Linked DNA regions of Mus musculus: all the other regions are linked to region 3. A link is a contact called in public ChIA-PET and promoter capture Hi-C data. All regions are on one chromosome and are shown on one strand. The core of a region is the stretch at or near the end of the contact, and the rest is flanking DNA. Distances in the headings are between cores, read along the strand shown.

What was found. Promoter capture Hi-C pulls out the DNA fragments that hold promoters and counts their contacts. ChIA-PET counts read pairs in DNA pulled down with a chosen protein or histone mark.
Region 1: a contact with region 3 is called in a promoter capture Hi-C map of liver, with 4 times the contacts expected there. The contact joins the promoter of Colca2 here to the promoter of Ppp2r1b in region 3. A contact is called at or near these places in 12 of 39 promoter capture datasets (the 3T3-L1 cell line, 3T3-L1-derived adipocytes, the C10 cell line and 7 more), 36 of 484 Hi-C or Micro-C datasets (the AML12 cell line, B cells, the BV-2 cell line and 19 more), 10 of 115 datasets of contacts at active chromatin or transcription factors (the NIH/3T3 cell line, astrocytes, bone marrow-derived macrophages and 6 more) and 3 of 9 other capture datasets (adipose tissue, embryonic stem cells and pancreatic islet).
Region 2: a contact with region 3 is called in an RNA polymerase II ChIA-PET map of memory CD8 T cells, with 27 read pairs. The contact joins the promoter of Pou2af1 here to the promoter of Ppp2r1b in region 3. A contact is called at or near these places in 4 of 39 promoter capture datasets (the 3T3-L1 cell line, liver, pre-B cells and 1 more), 1 of 484 Hi-C or Micro-C datasets (CD4 T cells), 1 of 115 datasets of contacts at active chromatin or transcription factors (memory CD8 T cells) and 1 of 9 other capture datasets (embryonic stem cells).

The regions. Positions count from the first base shown.
Region 1 is chr9:51,276,615-51,280,760 of GRCm38.p6, forward strand. Colca2 (COLCA2 homolog) reads right to left here and starts at 1,940. Exons shown (of 5, transcript NM_001195681.1): 1 at 1,726-1,940; 2 at 982-1,076. The coding sequence starts at 1,041. Gm32819 (a long non-coding RNA gene) reads left to right here. Exons shown (of 9, transcript XR_003948163.1): 2 at 1-625; 3 at 737-778; 4 at 924-4,146.
Region 2 is chr9:51,211,605-51,216,337 of GRCm38.p6, forward strand. Pou2af1 (POU domain, class 2, associating factor 1) reads left to right here and starts at 2,086. Exons shown (of 5, transcript NM_011136.2): 1 at 2,086-2,197. The coding sequence starts at 2,182.
Region 3 is chr9:50,855,158-50,859,979 of GRCm38.p6, forward strand. It overlaps Ppp2r1b (protein phosphatase 2, regulatory subunit A, beta), which reads left to right and starts at 1,767. Exons shown (of 15, transcript NM_028614.3): 1 at 1,767-1,941; 2 at 2,679-2,769; 3 at 3,694-3,794. The coding sequence starts at 1,828.

The DNA of each region.
Region 1 (4,146 bases), core at 690-3,189, 420 kb after region 3:
TACTTTAGTGATCTGTTGAGCACTCTCTGTGGAGAATGCCCCTAAACACTTATTTAGCCTTTATACAACTCTTCTTAGCTTTCAACAGAACAATTAGGGGAACAGACAAAGAAGCCTCTAGTAAGTCAATGTATCGGAGGACACGTGCCACAGAGTCACTGAGAACTAAGCCCAAGTCCTCTGGCTCAGAAACCTATCTCACCATCACTCCATAATTTCTCCCTCCTGTTGCTTGAGGTGCCAAAGTTCCATTCATGAAGTCCAACATGGAACTTGCACAGGATCACATGCTGACCAGACCAGTGAAGTCATAGATGACTGGAATCCTGTCTGATCCTCCCTCCACACCTACACCTACCCACAAGCACTAACAGTGTCACGTGTAGAAGGCTCTTCAAATTGAACTCTCTCTCGGTGGACAAGCACGCCTAGTTTACATGGTTCTGCAGCTGCCCCAAGCACTTGGGTTATAAATGTGAGGTGTCAGAGTGTCTTATGACTACCCAGATCAGTTCTGTCATAGTTCTGTGTATTCCAGAGAGAGAGGCCTTTTCTTCCAGAGACTTCCAGTGACTGCTGGTTTTTCATATACATGACCTCAGAGCCTAAATTACAGAGAAACTAGGTGGGTTTCTGGGAGATAATTTTTTTTCAATGAGTTTGTTGGGGCTGTATCTATACTCTCTTAACACTATAAAAACATATTTAACCTGTTGGCTGCCTCTCTTCCTTGCAGAGGACCAAGAAGCCTTCCCCACTCAGCTATGAGCAGTGAGAGGTGAGCCTCCCACAGTCCTGAGCCCTACACCATGTCCCACAGGTTTTGGTGGCTGCCTATGGTGACCTGGGAAGTTGGGGACAGATGTAAGAATCCCTGAACAGGGCTGTGCTTATGGGTGGCCTCTGCATCTTCCCTGACACAGGGCTGAACGAAGCCTTCGATGGACTGGGAGGGACAGAGACGGAGAGGGTGGTGCTTACGTTTGCCCCTGAGGTGGCCTGGTGTGCCCTTCTTTGCTGCAGAAGCTCTTTCACGGTCATCTTCACACGGACGCCTTGATACACCTTAGGTTTTTCTGGGGAGAGGCAACAGGGTTAGTGGTCAGTTTCAAAGCTTGGGTGTCAAGGGGATACAGTGAGGGTTCCCTTGGTAAGGCTAGGATACCCAAGGCCAAGTTTCTACCTTTGCAGAACACACGAAGAGAATGAAAAAAGAAAAAGAAAAGAAAAAAAAAGAAGAAGAAGAAAAAGAAAGAAAAGATAACGTTAAAAAATACCCACATTTCTCAAACTAGAAAAGGTTAAGCACAGGCAGGTGCTTCAGGGTCCTAGTGGGAACAGTATCTGTGGGCATCTATGAAATTATTCATCCCTAGCTGGGCCCCATCCTCAGGACAGTACCAGCTGTTCTGCTCTGGAATGTGGAGGGAGGTCAAACAAGCCTGCTATTTTGGCTACGATATTAAATCTGGGGTTCCGGCTCAGCTTGTGGATCTGGGGTGCTCTCTGTTTCCAACTGATCTCGCGGACCTCACCATAATGTGAACAACAGCCCCTCTCCCCATGCCCCCCGCCCCACTGTATTCCTCTATCAATCCAGGCATGGCTTCTGGGGAAGTACAACCTTTATTTGTGGTGCCCTTGGTCTGGAAGCAAGCCCTGAAACAAGCGACAAGCTACAGGGGTCGGGGCAGTCAGTCTGTCCTGGCCCTGTTAAGGACTTACTGCACTGACCCCAGAAAAGGAGCCAAGATCGGGAAATAGTCTCCTGTCGGTCCTTTCTCTTTTTCAAAAATGTCTTTTCTTCCTCACCCCCTTCCTCCCTCTAGTCTCCGACTCTGTCGCTCTCTTCATCTCTTCCCACCCCCTCCCTTTCCGGTGCAGGCTTTTGGAGAACTGAGCTGTGGAGAGTTCTCCAGCAAGAGCTGCAGCTCTGGAGTAATGGCATCCCGAGGCTCCCTAGGACCGCGCAGTCGCCTAGAGGCAGCCCTCCGGAAGGGGCCGCCCCTGAGCCGGCAGAGCTGGGCCGGGAGACCTGGGAGAGCCCAAGTAGCCGGCTGTGCTAGGCGGGGGTCGGCTGGGAGGGACCGGTGACCGCCTGGGGTCCCGGCAGAGCGCAGTGAGTAGGTCTGACTGGTTGTTAGGCCAGGCTAGACCCGGCAGAGGCACTTTCCGAATAGAGTTTGACTTAGAAGCCCAGTGTGACTCCCACCCGACCTTGACCCTGGAGAGAGCGCTTATTAGAATCACGGGGAGGGGCGGAGCACAGTGGCCCCTGGCCTAGGCGTTTGGAGACAGTGCCAGGCCACCAGCGCCTCGCCTGGTTAGTGTAGGGACCGCGGCTGGACAGCAGGGAGACCCCCACCCACGAGCCAGATCCTGAAAGTTAGGATCCCTAAGGAAAGTTAGTGCGCTGTTCTTCCCGGTCCTGGGCATCGGTTTGTCTTGCTGCAGTGCCAGGACGCGCCCACTCCGCTCCAGTCTCCTTTCCTCCCATCCCCACTGTCTGGGTCGGCTCTGGGATCTGCAGGCAGCGCGGGCGCGCCTCGGGGTCCACGCGGGACCAGCCCCAGCCCAGTTCCCTGCCGGGTGCGTCCTGCTCCAGTCCAGGGCTCACCGTGAGCCTCTAGCTCCCCCGCGCCGCCGCTTCTGGGCTCACAAGGTCGGCGCCTCCAAATTCCCAGGACTCCAAGGTGGAAAAGTGAAAGGGCAGGCAGGGGCGTGGGGGACTCGATTGTCCGGAGTGGCCTTATGGGTCTCTGGGCCTCTGCTCTGGGGGGCAGTCACCCAGAGGGACCCGACACAGCGGGATCGCGTCCTCTCTGGATCCATGCCCGGCCCTGACTATTATTCCCTGACTTTGTGCCTCTCTGTTATACGCAGGAAAAGCAGAGGAAATACACTCGGATCCAAGTGCCCCTGGCCCTCATGACCCGACCCCTGGAAAAGCATCTGAGTTACCCGACATCCTGGTCAGCAGGAGCTGGGCTGGAGACTGGATGCTGCAGCTTCAGAGACTCAGCACCTAGGAAGGCTCCTGTGCAGGGAGAAAGGCAGAGATGCGACATTTTTAAAGTTTCACAAAACACGAGGCAGCACCCAGGTCCCTGGATCAGGAGACACACAGAATTAATGTTTTATACCTTCGGGTATAGGTTTGAGTTTTTTCCCCCTCATGCCAAGTATTTAAAACCTCTAGAAACCCATGATTTGACAATCAATGATTGCGCGATACTTTCAATTTGAATATTCAAAGGCTTAACAAAATGGACTATCTTCTGCAGAAATCCTGCACACAGGCACCTCACAGAGAGTCCAGAGAAACAGAGAGGGAGATCCCTTTGGGTCCTGACCCTTGCTTTTCTCCTATTTTAAACATTTTGTCCACCTGCCCACAGGCAGAGCAGGTGTCCTCAAAGATGCTCTATGTTAGTGCCTCAAAGGCTGCCCTGAAGTCCCCACTGACCTAGGCTGTTCCCTGTGGACCACCTGAACCAGGTTGGACAGCCACATTGAATCTCTCTTGTCCACTCTCCATTTTAAGGGGAAATGGCAGGTTTTGGGGAATGAACATGGCAGACAGAGGGTGTGGCACAGCAAAGAGCCACTTTGGGCCCAGGCTGCAGGTCAGAGGACGGCAGAGGCCAAAACTTTGTGCTTTGTATCCCTCTGGCCCTGCCTGGCCACAAGGCTTGCCTGTCCAGTCTGCATCCTCCCTCCTGCTAGGTCACAGACACTGGGCTTCCAGCAAGCAGTCCTTAAACATCAGCGCTCTTTGCTCTTTGGAGCTGTAGACCAGCACAGCTTCCTTGACCCACCTGAGATTCCTTTAGGCCAGGTTTCCACTGCTGCATTGTGGCAATCCCTATTCCTATGTTTTGGCTTGTTTTTAATTCCTCGAACCCCAGACTTTTTACCTCATAGAACTCCTGCTTCCTTTAGAGGAAGGGCATGGTTTTTTCTTTCTTTCTTTCTTTTGAAGGCTCTGAGGAGAGAGGTAGGAGGAATTTGGAACCAACCTGTCTTCTTGGATCCCTCATGAATATGAGTAACTCCGACCCATGCTGATGTGTATTTTGGAAGCTCTGCCTGAGTTGCTCTCTGTCCTGTGATTTGAAGGATGAAGAGACTGGAGTGATATGGAAT
Region 2 (4,733 bases), core at 836-3,335, 360 kb after region 3:
CCTGAGGACTCTGCGACATCTGGAGAACCAGTTCATTTCATAAACTCAGAAACCGAGATGAGAATAGTTGCATGGAATATTTGAGGGAACACAGCCAGTGATCGGGAGAGCACTGGTGGGAACTCACACCCCCTGCAGGCAAGCCAGTCCCGGTGGGAGGACACTTCCCAGTAAAGCCCGAGGCTCTGTGACACTGCCACCTGCTCTGCTAGTCCAGGTTGTGGTATGTCGTCCCTGCAGCAGGTCAGCAAGTCCCTTCCTTCATCATGGTGATCTAGGATGGTTTGGAGTGAGGGCTGATAATCTATCTAGGAGTGAGGCTTCTCTGTTGGATTATTGTGTTGTGTGACCAGTGTTTCTCCTCAAGACCTCTCCTCAAGCAGACCATCTATTAGAGGTGTAATTTATAACTTGATTAGGTGAAGTTTTACTGGGGGTTTAGCATACTCTCTGTCTTACATAGGCACAAAGATAAAGCCTCCATGAGGTGCCTACAGCGTCATGTGGCAGTTACACATGATGTAAACAACGGGCATAATGCCCTAGGAACAGAGAGAAGGGGACTGATCATTTCTAGGCCAGGAAGTTCAGGGGGTGAGTCACAAAATTGTTTTGCCTGCCATGGCGTTATTGGTAGGACCTTGATGAAAGAAATGGGGTTGGGTTTCTCTTCAGATGGGGAAGACAGGGAGAGAGTACCAGCAGGTGAGGCCAATAAGTTAAAAAAAAAAAACGTCCGGGCGTGGTGGCACATGCCTTTAATCCCAGCACTCGGGAGGCAGAGACAGGTGGATTTCTGAGTTCGAGGCCAGCCTGGTCTACAGAGTGAGTTCCAGGACAGCCAGGGCTACACAGAGAAACCCTGTTTCGGAACCAAAAAAAAAAAAAAAAAAAAAAAAAGAGCTTGCAACTGGCTCACTGTGAAAGGCTTTAGTGTCTCAGCTCTGTGGCTAAAGGGTGGTACTGGAGTGTGAACCTCAGGCTTACCCATTCCAGTCAAGTGCTACCTTACTGAGCTGTAGTCCTTTAGGGCAAGGCTTTTAACACTGGAGAATGAAGGATCAGACCCAGAATGCATTAGATCACTCTGAGGCACCATGGAAGGCAAACCAGCAAGGACTCTGGACTACCCCGGGGGTATAACCATATGATCTTGACCTGAGAGTAACTGGGTCACTGGAATGGAGCCTATGAGTCTGTTTCAGACACACAGTGGCAGAATGTAGCCCCATACTGTATGTACTGCGGATGGGGAATCCATTACTCTTTCTTTGAGAGGCTTTCCATTAGCCGTGTTGGGGTCCTAGGATTATGATAAGCTGGTACTCCTAAATCCATTAAGTCACCTTTGGGAAATCAGCTTCAGTTAAGAAGCCTGAGTGTCTCTGTTTCTTCTTTGAGCGAGTCGGTTCCCCCTTTCTGTGTACATAACCAACCGTCTGAAACAGGGACCCCTATATTTAAACAATATTACATGCCGCCATTTTGCCAGGGACTGGGGCCAGGGGAGGAGCCGTTACATTTTAAAGTGGAATAAACAGAAAAGCAACACCGAGAACGAGGAGGCTGGTTAGTGAGGCTTGAAGAGAGGGCAGGTGTTTCCTCCCATGGTGAGAATAGTGACCCCTGGGAATCGCATTTCCCGTCGAGCTGGGACCAATGGTAAGGTCAGTCCTGTAAATGGCCTGATAGTGTGGAACTGTATGTGAGTGCCAGAGAAAGCTCGGTGTTGTCTGTATTATCCTTTGGACCCCTCATCGCTCAAGGAGCGCTGATCCTTGACCTCATGGTCCACCCTTTTGCGTTCATACAGACTCTCATGCTCCTCCTATGTGGCATAACACCGTGGCTGTGTGCAAATGGCCTTGGCCTCCTGTGCTGTATGGTGGTTAGTCCCAATTGGCTGGCCCTGTGTCTCAAGCACTCTCCAGCCAGTGGGGGCCTTGGGGGTGCACACAGTGGGTTGACAGGCGGTGTTGCTGAAGAAAAAAAAGTACAGCTCTGCCTGAGGTAGGAGGATGTGATGACGTGGCCCCTCTCAGCGGGAACTCGGGCCTTTAAAAAGCTGAAGAAACAGCCTCAGAGTAAACGGTGGTTCCACGGGAGGAAAGCACGCCCAGTCACATTAAAGAAGCCAAACTGTCTGCTTCAAAGAGAAAAGGCAACATCCTGTCACAAGCCATGCTCTGGCAAAAATGTAAGTGCTTTGCTTGTGGCTGTCAGAGCCAAGTAAGCAGAGGCAGGGTCCAGGAATAGAGAGCTACTGTTGGTGATGGGAGCACCCAGTCTCGTCAGGGCCTCGGGGGCATGGAGGGCTGAGGTGGGTGAGATGGAGCCTGTTGGAGATGATGCTCATTTTCCAACCTGGGGGAATGAACCAGTGTCCCAAGGTGGGGACAGCTCATTGCATCTCCGATTCTGTGCATGAATCACTGAGGTGACAGAAGGGCAGATTATGATTCATGAGACGGAAACCACATATGATATGGGTTAGGAGCCGTTCTTCACGTGAGGACCTTTCCTTTCATGGACCCCAGTTCTGCAGGTTGTTATTGAGTTTTGTTGGCCCACTTCTAGCTGAATTCTGCCAGAGTTGGTTCCCTCCTGTAGATGTGTAGGGATGGGGTGGAAACTCAGTCTTATGAAACCTCTCTCTCTCTCTCTCTCTCTCTCTCTCTCTCTCTCTCCTCTTTTCACTTTCTTCCTTATTCTGTGGCAATGGTTGGTTTTGTGTTCCACTGCAAAAAAAAAACTGTTTATCTTTGACCTTGATTTTTAATCCCTGGACTTGAATGGAACAAACCATGAACTGTATTTTCCATTCTGTGGATTGAAAAAAATCTTGTGTTATCGATAACGGAGGCTATATAGACATTCTTTACAACATTCCTTTCACGAGGCAAATAAAGTCAACTCAAGAGTCTTGCAAAAGGGGAACCTTATTAAGGCTCAGGACTGTACTTCCTCAAGCAAAGAGCTATAATTTCCCTATCTTTCTTTGTAAGATGTTTAATTCCATAAAACATCTTTTATTGGTTTAGGCATAGCATTCCTCAATCAAATTTATGTGATAATCCAGATTAGAAGAAAAAGAAATCGTGGTTTTACTTATAAAAAGTAATCTGACAATAGTGTTCCATTGATTAGAGTGTGACATAGTCCCCTTATCACCCACCTATTCCCAAATTCTTTGAAATTGACTCTTTTCATCTGTGACTCAGAGAAGCAATCCCAACGTGCCTCAGTTTACTAACCCCATTGTTGATATGGGCAAGACTTTTTTGTTTAAATAAAAATAAATGAACTTTGATTTGGACTTGAGATTTCTGACCACAGATTCTAGTTTGGGTAGCTTAGAACTCATCCAAAAAGGTGACCAGAGCAAAACCTTATCTTTCTGGAAGCGGAGTGGCAGCCAACACCATTGTAAATACTATGAGATTGTAGGAACATGGATTTTAATGTCCTTCAAAGTGCCAATATGCCCTCTTGCTTCAAGTGAAATCACTTGAGTTTTGTGTGAGCTGCTTTTAGTTTTTAAACTCTTAGAGTTTGCATATTTAGAATGGAGTGAAAAGTAATCCCACCATGTATAACTGCTCTTAATAAGTTGACGGGGCGGCCAGAATTCTGCCGGGTGCTCTGCCCTGGTGTTAGCCCTGAGGTATGGGCTGTTTGCCTGTATGAAAAAGCCCCCATAGCATCTCATTGTTACATAATCCATTTTCTCTCCTCCAGTGCCTCTTAAGGGATGAACAGATTTTCTTTTGGAGAGTTGTTAGAGGTCTTGCTTCTTGCTCATAAACTCTCTTAAACTGTCTTTTGGGGGCTTGAAGGAAAACAAGAGCAGGCCTTGTGCAACAGACCTATCCCTTTACCCTGGTCATATGGCTGACTAAGACTTGTGGGAAGTGAGTGAAGTCTAGGCAGTGCCAGCGCAGGCGGGGAGGGCAGGGTTTGAAATCAGACACTGGGAGTGCTGAAAAGGCACTTTCTTTTTTTCAGAAAACGCCCTTCAGGCTTGAGCTAAAATGACTGTACCCAGGGCGTTGGAGAGAGTTAAGAAAACAATCATATTGCCCCTGTTGCCTCCTGCCTGCTTGGCCTCTGACTCCTGTTAGTGGACTCATGGGGGAACACAGGCTTTGGTTAAGATGGGAGAACAGTGTGACAAAGCTCAGAACTGTTCACATTGAGATGTGGAAACCTGGAGGTCCCAGCCCTGGCTATGAGGTCCTCTCCACTGTCAGCCAGATAAAGATGTTGGTCCATCTTCAGACTTTCTCCTTAGGTTCTGCATTTGTAGTGCCAAGGAAGTGTTTGATCCCCCTTCATCTCCTATCCCAAGATAGGAGCCCATCTGATGCAACTCACAGCAGAGTCTTTATTCGAGCTAACCTAATCAACCCATCTCCCTGTACACCATCATCGTGGGGCAAGGCTTTATAGTAAGCATCGAATTGGAAAGCTATTGTGACCTTCAACATAATTGGCTGGTGCTGGGAGTCATATCATAAACTTAACTTCTGCTTTCCGCTGCATTGGTGGTCGTTAGGCAGATGGCAGGCTTGTTATCTGGGGGTGCAGGTTTGTTGCAGGGGAATAACCTGGAGATGCTGGTCTTCTTGGGGATTAGCCTGGAGACTGGAGCTAGGCTCTGGTTTTGCTGGGGGGCAACTTGGAAACGAATGCTAGGTACCAGCCTGTTAGTTTACCTGAGTTCAAACTTTAGG
Region 3 (4,822 bases), core at 517-3,016:
ATGTTGATATTTTTGTAATTTAGTATGACAAATGTGTCTGACACTAAAGCCAAGCCACGCTTTGGGAGTCTGGGCTTGCTGGCCCAAGCTCAGCTTCTCTAGGCTTTGCTCTGCTCATGCCTCCAGTTTCTCCCCCTTTTTTTTTTTTTTTTTTTTTTTACCTTGTTTAGAGCCATTGAGACTGTAATTGCATGGTACCCTCTGTCTTCCATTTTGTGCATAAAAACATATTTTTCATTTAGCTTCCACCTCTGTTCATTTCTTAGGAGCCCAGAACAATGAAAGCTGTGCTGAAACTCACGCAAATACGGGTGCTGAAATCCTGTGCAGGGCTGATTCAGGTAGTCCCTGGGGGCCAGCTAGATGGCTCAGTGGATAAAGGCATGTGTCACCAAACCTGACAACCAGAGTTCAGTTACTGGAACCCACTTGGTAGAAGTAGATAACCCACTCCGCAAGCTGTCCTCTGACTACACTTGTTCAGTGGCTCATGTGTGTACATACCACACATATACACAGTTTTTGTAATTAAAAAAGATAGCCACCCCAGCAGTCCAGACCATGCCTTAAGTAAGTGAATCTAAAAATTATCAAAATAAAACGAGAGTCTTCAAGCATTCATTCGTGGACAGAAGTTGAAAAAACAAAAACCGCAAACTGAAGTCTGTTGGTTCTCAAGCTTTGACTATGAAAGGCTATCTCCTAGTAGGCATCCCATGCTTTAAAAAGAAAAAAAAAAAAACTTACCTCCTAAGTTGCATTTATTAATGACAATTTCCTTAAGGCACAAAATAGTGTCATCTGAGAACTTGTGACAGAGCTACCAATCTAAGTTGCTTATATCTAAGTCGAAAGGAGAGATAGTTACTTTGTGCCATTCCATAGGGCAAGTGGAACATTTTCCATTAAGTTCTGTGTAAAAAGGCCCAGGCCCACCTCCTCCTGGAGTCCTTTAGGGGGACTCCTGGAGGTCTAGGGAGGCCAGTTTACACCCGCACCGAACTGGGGTGAGTAAAACTGGGCCCAGTTATGTTAGGTTGTTGTGCTTCTTGGTAAAGAAGGAAAAAAAAAGAGAAGACAATACAACAGAAGGCGCCATTCCAGTACCACACTGAAAAGAAACACAAAAACAAGAGAGCAGCATGTTTTGAACAGCTTGCGTGGAAAAAATATTGACTGGGGAGTTTGGACAGCACTGTTCATTTTCTCTCACCGCCCTCATTATTTGTCTTAAGGAGCAGGAGCCAGCCACGATTTTGGCAAACAGGCCAGAGGAAGGTGTGTGTGTGTGTGTGTGTGTGTGTGTGTGTGTGTGTGTGCGCGCGCGCGCGCGTGTAGAGGCTTGTCGCCCAAGGGGAAATTAAGACCAAGACCCAGTGGCTCAGGGCCAGCATGAAGCCTGGGGGTGGGGGTGGAGGTTGGGGTGGAGGGGGAGGTGTTAAAGCTTCTTCCTCCTGGCCTGTCTCTGAGTTCTACTTGAGGCTCGGCATCCATCATTAAGGCCCGTCTCCTTCAGAGCACAGCAAGGAGACGATGAATCCCTGCCCTTGTTTCTTTCGGCTGGGGAAAGGATGCAGGGGTTCCATTGGTTTTTTCGGCCCGCCCTTCTTCTGGAGTTCAGACCTCCAGTTCCAGCAATGGGGGTCAGGCCGGAGCCTCCACGCGCAGGGAAAAAACTTGATTCCATCAGTTCCTCGGAGCCGGCTGATTGGATTTAGCCCCGCCTGTTTGTGTGTGGGGCGTGGCCTGAGCGCGGGGCGTGGCCTGAGCGCGGGGCGTGGTCTGGGCACGGGGCCTTCGGCGGCGACCAGCCAGAGGAGGAAGAACATGGCGGGCGCAGCAGGGCCAGGGTCCGGTCCGGGGGCAGCGGGTGGAGATGGAGACGATTCGCTCTACCCGATCGCGGTTTTAATCGACGAGCTCCGCAATGAGGACGTGCAGGTACTAGGCTGGGCTGGGGAGCCGAGGCGAGGGCGGAAGCGCACATGGTAGGGAAGCGGAAAGGCCGGCTCAGCCCTGGGGGCGACCCCCGGGGTGGCAGAGTCGTATTCAGCCCCGGGACGGAGGCGTGGGGCGGCGGGTGCGCGGTGGTCCGTCTCAGCTCCGCTGCCCTCCTCCGACCCTCTGGGGTGGTGGCGTCCATCTGCTCCCGGCAGTGGGCGGGGAACCGGTTCGCACCTCGGGTGGACCAGCGCAGGCGGGCTGCGGGGCCGCCGGGAGCGGAGGAGCGGCCCCCGGCCCCCGTTCCCTTTGAAGTGATGCGGAGTGTCCGTCCCCGGGCAAACTAGCTGGGCTGGTTGGGTGGAAAGAGCGCGGCGGCTGATTAACCCAGATGAGTGGTGCATCAGTTGTGATAGAACTTTTCCCTGAAAAGGGAGGAGTTGTGCTTAACCGTTTCTTTCACCCACTTCTCTCCATCCAGAGTTCTCTCTTTTCAGACCCTCTCATTGTCCGCGTGTTTTCATTCATTCGTTTCTTCCCCGGCCCTTCAGTGTTCTCCCTAAGATAGCTTCTGGCTAATGACGTGTTAAACGGTCCTTGAGTTTTCCTAGGATTAAGATCTAAGTGAAAGGCTCATTCATCATTATACTGTGTCCCAGTATCTCACCTATTTGCTTCTTTGACCAGAATTGCAATCATCTCTTTGCTTTGTTCTCCCTCCCACTTTGTTTTTAAAGCTCCGTCTCAACAGTATTAAGAAGTTATCAACTATAGCTCTAGCACTCGGGGTAGAAAGGACTCGAACGGAACTGCTGCCTTTCCTTACAGGTTTGTGTCCCTTGAAAGATACACGCTCCATTTCTATTGGCTTTTAAACTATTTTTATTTAATTTTCTTAGTTTGTTACCTAGAGTAGCGATAAGTACTAGACTGAGCCTTGCCTTCTGCAAGGTGTATAGAAATGCTACATATAGTCAGACATACTCAAACATAAACCGTGTAGCTAGTGGGAAGGTGATTGATGTGAAATATGGATTTCTTTGTAAATGATTTATTTTATATGCATTGGTGTTTTGCCTGCATGTGAAAGTGACAGATCCCCTGGAACTGGAGTTATAGGCAGTTGTTAAGTTGCCATGTGGGTGCTGGGCATTGAACGCTGCTTCTCTGGAAGAGCAGCCAGTGCCCTTAACCACTGAGCCATCTCTCCAGCTCCAGGATGTGAGTTTCTTAATAATTGTGTGAAACATTCAGGAAGACTTGTGGTAGTCATCTATAAGATGGAACACAGCTCCAATATAGCTCCAATATAGGAGCTAGAGAAAGCACCCAAGGAGCTGAAGGGGTCTGCAGCCCTATAGGTGGAACAACAATATGAACTAACCAGTACCCCCGGAGCTCGTGTCTCTAGCTGCATATGTAGCAGAAGATGGCCTAGTCGGCCATCACTGGGAAGAGAGGCCCCTTGATCTTGCAAACTTTATATGCCCCAGTACAGGGGAACGCCAGGGCCAAGAAGTGGGAGTGGGTGGGTAGGGGAGCAGGGCGGGGGTGGGGGGTATAGGGAACTTTCGGGATAGCATTTGAAATTTGAAATGTATATAAAGAAAATATCTAATAAAAAAACTGACAAAAAAAGACTTGTGATTTAGAGAGGGATGAAAATGCTTTTAGGATTCTAGTTGCAACCGCTCTGTGAGAGCCAGCGCAGTGGCCCTTGCCCCTGTGGTAACCAGCTGTTGTTGTTTTCAGATACTATTTATGATGAAGATGAGGTGCTGTTAGCTCTCGCCGAGCAGCTGGGAAATTTCACTGGTTTGGTGGGCGGTCCTGACTTTGCCCACTGTCTGCTGGTGAGTACTTTTCTATCGTCTATGCTCCTTCTAGAACTTTGTAGGATCAACAGTGCCTTTATTAACTGGTGATAGGCACATTGCAGCATTTTATGCAGACTTCTTATGGGCAGATGACAATAATAATACTAACAAGACTTAGATCTTACCAGCCGAATGTAAGCTTGTTTCTGCCTCTATAGACTTATTATTTCAGAGATGCGGAGGGAAAGAACTTGATTTGGTTCCCCTTTTTCTTTTGTTTGTAATTTTTTTTATTAGATATTTTCTTTATATACATTTCTAATGCTATCCCGAAAGTTCCCTATAACCACCCTGCTCCCCTGCTCCCTTCCTCCCCACTCCTGCTTCTTGGCCCTGGCATTGTTTGTATTTTTTGAGGCAAGGTCTTGTTTTGTAGCCTTGGTTCTATATAGAACAGGCTAGCTTTGAACTCATAGAGATCCTCCTGCCTCTGCCTCCAGAGTGCTGAGATTAAAGGTATGCATCACTATGCAGATGAACTAGACCTTAAAGGATGACTAGAAGCTGACCAGCTGACAAGGCAGGGCTGTCTGTTTAGGGGTTTAAGCACTGTGTATTCAATGCTGGCTCCCATGGTTCCTAGCTCTACCTTGATGGTTCTGTAGAACTCCAGACATAGATGGAGAAGAGGTAAGTGGACACTTGTAGAAATCACAACAGATTTAGATACGGGTTGTCATTTTTCCCTCAAAACGTGCCTCTTTTTGAGTCATATCACTAGCTACCTAGCTATACAAGGCCAGCCTAGAAGATAGCTTTGATGTCAAATTACGTCAGAGAAGTTGAAGCCTGGGCCTTTGCATGCTAGGTGAGTGTTCCTTCACCGAGCTACAGCCCAGCAGAGGAAGGCCTCCTTAAATCCTCTCCCCCTTCACGCCTAAGCTATTAGTCTTGTCGACTGCATCCATCCCAGTTCAGTCTTCATTTGTGCATTCATGGGCACTTGTGCCTGGCTAGTAGCATTGTTGTGGGGCTTCTGTCCTTGGACTCGTTTGCTTCCTTGC